2 separate regions of the Sus scrofa genome follow, and region 1 is linked to region 2. Evidence: chromatin contacts called from public promoter capture Hi-C data. All regions are on one chromosome and are shown on one strand. Each heading gives the region's core, a stretch centred on a gene start, on an enhancer-like site or on the middle of the called end of the contact. The rest is flanking DNA. Distances are from core to core; before and after follow the strand shown. Region 1 holds the start of HYOU1 (hypoxia up-regulated protein 1). Region 2 holds the start of CCDC84 (coiled-coil domain containing 84).

Region 1 (2,700 bases), core at 44-2,543, 47 kb after region 2:
GAGAAGGTAGGACAGAGAAAGACAAAGGTGTGGGTCCAGCAGCTCAAGACTGCAGAGGCTTCCCACCACACATCACTCATCCTTCACTCATTTATGTCTCTTTGGATGCCTCTGTTGGGGTACACACCACTCAGCGCCAGCAGGTCTGCCAAGAGCACAGCCATCAAGGCCCAACAGGCTAGCCTCCTCGGCCTCTGCCTCCTGACCATGGCTGCCATTGCGTCCCTGGGGGAGGAGAAAAACAACACCTGTAACTAACTGGATGCCCTGAGTAAGGAGGCAGAACCTCATCCAGAACAGAGAAGCTTTAAAATTCCTACCTCCTCCATCCTCACCCAGGGCAGGGCAGTCTACATCCCTTCCCCTCCTTCCTAGTGAGAAACAAGCACTCTCATCGTCCTCAGAAGTACCCACACAAAGGCCCAGGTGAAATGACATGAGTCCTGAGCTAAAGCCACTACATCCCTAAACAGGGAAGGTAACAGAGCAGGAGGAAGAAAACCAGGGCCTTCCGCCCACGGCAACCAGCGCATTCTAGCACTGTCCCTGATGTCAGACACCTGGGGGGCGGCCAGAGATCCCGGCCCAGGGCTCAACTACCTTCCCACACCTGGGGGCCCTCCGCTGGCGGGGAAAGCCAGGTCGGGCCTGGACAGGAACTGAGAGATGGTGACGTTGGGGGAGGAGGAGATGGAAGAAGGGCCTGTCTCATCAGCATCCCTTCGGGTTGTCCGGCCTGTCCCCCTTCTTCATCCCATCCCGGGCCCAGCTGCCTACACAGACGCTGAGTCTGGAACGGTAAGAGTCCGGGACGGACGGGTACCGAGTCCCCCGAGTTCACCTGCCGAAGGCGGTGGCTCTCACTCCCGGAAACCGTCCCTAGCCCACCCCTAAGGTGTGTGGGCGGCCCGAGGACCGAGCTGCGGGGCCAAGCTCACCGGCGTCCGCGCGGCCCTCACTCCCGCTACCGACCCGCCCCCGGAGCTAGCACGTTACCTCCCCTAGAAGGGGTGGTCGGTCCCCATCGCCATCCCCACCCCCTCTACCTTCTGCCTCCGCTCCTATGGCCCCAGCTCTGGGACAGACGCACTGGCGGACGGACCCACGAGGCTGGCAGAGCACCCCTCAAGCCCGCGCCCTTCACAACTCCCCTCGGTTTGCAAACTGTTACATTAGCCACCCACCTCTCGGCGGCGTCTCGCGCACCAGCCGGCCCGGGACGCGGCGTGCGCTCATTGGAGCCTCCGCCGCCCGGCCCTGCGCAGCACGCCCTGTCCTTCCCCCTGCCGCCCCGGCGCGCGCTCCCATTGGGCCACGTCCTAGGCCCGCCCCCTCCTCCGTCTCCAGCCCCTGCCGGGGAGGCAGCGAAGGGGCCAGTCAACCAGTTGGAAGAAAACCGCCGACGCCGGCTTCCGATTGGCCCACGTCATACGGCTCAGCGTCGGTCCTGGTGCGATCGCGGGACCTTTCCGGCTGCCTCGCTGGACGTCTGACTGCCCGGGTCGCGGGTAACCGGTACCTGGAGCAAGTGGGCGCAAAGATGGGCCCGCACTTGGCCCTCTCTTCCGGTCGGTTACCTGGGAACCCCGGCGGAGGAGCGGGAGTGACCCGCATCCCCTCCGCAGCCAAGCGGAAGAGGCGCTCTCTAGCTGGTCGGTATTGAACTGCCCTAGGCTTTGGCTGGAAATCAGAGAACCGCTGCGCTTCGGGCGTAGACCACCCCGACCTCCCTTCGTTTATTTTTTTAAAATGTGGTTTTTATTTTTCCATCATAGTTGATTTTCTTTTCGTTTTTTTGAGGAAAGTAAAACCACCAAAACAGATGCTCGCTGATGGGTCGGAGATAATGCTTGTCTTAGTGGCCGAATTTGGCCTAAACTCTTTTCTAATTTGTATGAGAAAGAATATTCCAAACTGCAAAACGCTATACACAAAATAATTTTACTTGTAATTGGTTAAGCACAGATACACCACCTCCTGTTTTTCTTCAATTAAACTTGTGCACATCCCTTTTTTTCTCCTTCGAATCAAAGCACCTCGGCAATTATCAACGCTCCTCACTCCTCTCTGTCCTTTACCGACCCATAGAAATGTATTTGGTCCTTGAAGAGCGCACTTTATTTTCTTTTCCCAGTTTTATTGAGATGAGCATACTTTTCTTTAATGTGAATATCGTTTGCTTCTCTCCTCTCACAAAATTGATGTCTGGCCTCCTTTCATAAAAGGTTCTCATGAAGGCCCTGGCAGTGACAGCTAGGGTTAGGTTAAGAAACCCTTATCTGTTCCTTTCCCTACATTTTTCTTGTTGATTAGGGAGAGAGAATTAAATTTCTGTGTCTCTTCTTCTTCTTATTTGGCCACTCTGGCAGCGTGTGAAGTTCCCTGGCCAGGGATTGAACTCAAGCCCCAGCACTAACCTGAGCTGCTACAGTAACAATGTTGGATCCTTAACACTGCTCTGCAAGGAAACTCCAGAGGATTCTACGCTTAGAAGATAAATCTTTCAGTACCAGGGAGAGGTCTATTTTTCTTCCCTTTAAGAATAGTTCAGGGGAGTTCCCATAGTGGACCAGTGGAAGTAAATCTGACTAGGAACCATGAGGTTGTGGGTTCGATCCCTGGCCTTGCTCAGTGGGTTAAGGATCTGGTGTTGCCGTGAGCTGTGGTGTGGGTGGCAGATGAGGCCTGGATCTGGAGTTG
Region 2 (2,849 bases), core at 146-2,645:
GGTTAATGCACCAGCACCAGCAACAAATCTTTTTTTTTTTTTTGGCAGCCAAAAAAAAGGCATAAGATCCTAGGCCAGAGATTGAACCTGCACCACAGCAGTGACTCCAGCCACAGCAGTGACAACACTAGATCCTTAATCCACTGAGCCACCAGAGAACTCCACCGTTAACAAATCTAAGGAAAGCTAGGGACACCATACCAGCTTTATTTGCTCATCTTTCAAGTAAGGTCTGGGCTAGGACCCAGTCTTTTTTTTGGAGGGAGCTCTAGGGTAGAGATGATAGTCTGGGGATTTTAGCCCTGTGAAGGAGCAATTTACCTTAGGTCTGAAAGGAGATAGGAAGGCAGTTGACTCTGGGAGAAGTGGCTTATGAAGAATTAGTAAAATTCCTCTAGATTAGCAGGTTTACCGTTTTTTGTTTTTTGGGTTCCTTTTACTGCACCCTGGGCAGGCGGAAGTTCCCAGGTCAAGGATTGAAGCTGCACCACAGTAGAGACCAGAACTCTGGGTCCTTAACTTGCTGTGCTATAAGGAAACTCCGAGCATGTTTACAGATTAAAAATGTCTTCTCTTAGCAATGATTCTGCAACCTTTTTGGCTTTGCCATTACATCTTTACAGGAGCAATGCTCAGAACACCCCATGGTGGTATGAGTGTGATTAGGTCTCAGATTAGGCCTTCAGTTTGTGTTCCCAACAGCCAGCTGGTACTGCCTCTGCCACTTTACACCTGTGCAACCTTCCATAGAATTACTTCCTCCTTCACGCCTCAGTTTCCTGCTTGCAAAATGCCAGTAAGGATAGTCATCCCATTGGGTTATTCTGAGGATTACATGAGGTAGTTTTTTGGGGGGGTTTGCAATTTTTTTGCTTTAGCATATGGAAGTTCCCAGGCTAGGGGGTCCAATCAGAGCTGTAGCTGTTAGCCTACAGGATCCGAGCCGTGTCTGCCACCTACATCACACCTCACGCCAACCGGATCCTTAACCCGTTGAGCAAGGCCAGGGATGGAACCCGCGTCCTCATGGATCCTAGTCAGGTTCATTACCCGCTGAGCCACGAAGGGTCCTCCTACGTGAGGTAGTTAACAAAAGCTTTGGACACACACTGAGCACCCTATTAAACACTAGTTATGATTGTTACATTGTCTGTATTGGTCCTTGTCTGTGTCCCAACCTGCGCGCTCTTTCCCCGCATCTGCACAAGCGAAATCGACCACCTCATCCGAACACACAGCACTAGGTGACTAGACGACTGGCTGGGTTTGCGCGCCGTGAGGCAGCCAGGAGAAAACCCGCGCAGCCGCAGAAGGGCTTGCAGTGGCGCCTGCCCTCCACTGGGGGCAGATGGGTTCGCCCCGCCCCCTAGAGGTCAGAGGTCACCGGACGGCAAAGGAGCAGCTCCGCATCGCGGATCCCGAGTCCCGCGCCGATGGCGCCGGCGCAGCGCTGCCCTCTTTGCCGCCAGACTTTCTTCTGCGGTCGCGGGCACGTCTACAGCCGCAAGCACCAGCGGCAGCTGAAGGTGGCTTTGGAGCGGCTCTTGCCGCAGGTGCGGACAGGAGGCCGGAGGGGACCATGGAAGCCCGGGGGCGGGGATGCGAGCGAGCAGGGAGGGCCGGAGGGCTTGGGATCTGAAAGTCCCGCCGGGGTTCCACTTAGCCTCTCCCCCTTTCTGCCACAGGTAGAGGCTGCCCGCAAGGCGATCCGCGCCGCTCAGGTGGAGCGTTACGTGCCCGAGCACGAGCGCAGCTGCTGGTGCCTGTGCTGCAGTTGTGAGGTGCGGAAACACCTGAGCCACGGAAACCTGACCGTGCTGCACGGGGGGCTCCTGGAGCATCTGGCCAGGTGAGCGCCGTGTCAGGAGCCGCATAACAAAATCGAGCACACTTGTGGAAGGGAGGGTTTGGGGTGGGTGAGAGGAAGAACGCTTTTGTGATTTGATCAGGGTAGATAATTGAATCCTCTTATAGGCATCAAGGGTAGCAAGTTTATGGCTGCCATGGTCCCAGTGGTGTTGGAGGTCTAGCTCGAAAGCCAGCTGAGCAGCTGCCTCAGACAAGGTTGCTGCCCATCACTTCCTCTCAGATTCTTCCATTTTTATTGGGAGGAGACTGGAGATGCTGGAAGAGACTACTAACAGCATACATCTCTCAGCCTTGCCCAGAGGCAGAAACCCAGACGTCAATTTGCATTATTTATTTAATGCCTATATATCTGAGTAATATTCTTTAATCTCTCATTGAGATTACTTATCCTCTCCAACCTCAGCCCAGAGCACAAGAAAGCAACCAACAAATTCTGGTGGGAGAACAAGGCTGAGTTCCAGATGAAAGAGAAGTTTCTGATCTCCCCCCAGGATTATGCACGGTAAGTCCCTGGTTATGAATGATTAAGTGGCAGAGTGTGGATTTTCTGGGTCTGTGTTAGGTACTGGAGCTTCGTCTATTCATTAGAAGTATGGTGGACCTCATTAGTATCCATTTTCTTCGTAGCACTCATTCTAGGCACTATTTTGGACACAAAAAAACTATGACAGAGTCCTTGAAAGGTTTATAATCTAGTTAGGGCATGGGATTTAGTGTATTGAGCCAATAGAGAACAGCATGTAATGAAAGTTGGCAGTAAGCAATTACTTAATGTGTGACAGAGAGACTACTAAGGTCCTTTAGGAACAGAAGAGGCTATTTTCTTCCTTTTTTCCATTCTCCTTTATTCTAAAAACACCTAGTTTGTTGCAACCTCATAGATCAAAAAATAAAGTCAGAAAAGGGTGTGGGGAAGATCTTTGTAATGTGCAGGGGTTGGGAAAGGAGAAACGGTTGGTAACCCGTCCTCTCCTTGCACA

Evidence for each region. Promoter capture Hi-C pulls out the DNA fragments that hold promoters and counts their contacts.
Region 1: a promoter capture Hi-C map of liver shows a contact between it and region 2, with 2.3 times the contacts expected there. The contact joins the promoter of HYOU1 here to the promoter of CCDC84 in region 2. A contact is called at or near these places in 3 of 5 promoter capture datasets (fetal liver and liver), 8 of 47 Hi-C or Micro-C datasets (alveolar macrophages, heart right ventricle, liver and 2 more) and 2 of 2 datasets of contacts at active chromatin or transcription factors (alveolar macrophages and skeletal muscle).

What each region holds. Positions count from the first base shown.
Region 1 is chr9:46,275,763-46,278,462 of Sscrofa11.1, forward strand. HYOU1 (hypoxia up-regulated protein 1) reads right to left here and starts at 1,294. Exons shown (of 25, transcript XM_021062954.1): 1 at 1,185-1,294; 2 at 128-225. The coding sequence starts at 218.
Region 2 is chr9:46,229,015-46,231,863 of Sscrofa11.1, forward strand. CCDC84 (coiled-coil domain containing 84) reads left to right here and starts at 1,396. Exons shown (of 11, transcript NM_001244396.1): 1 at 1,396-1,553; 2 at 1,686-1,849; 3 at 2,273-2,371. The coding sequence starts at 1,434.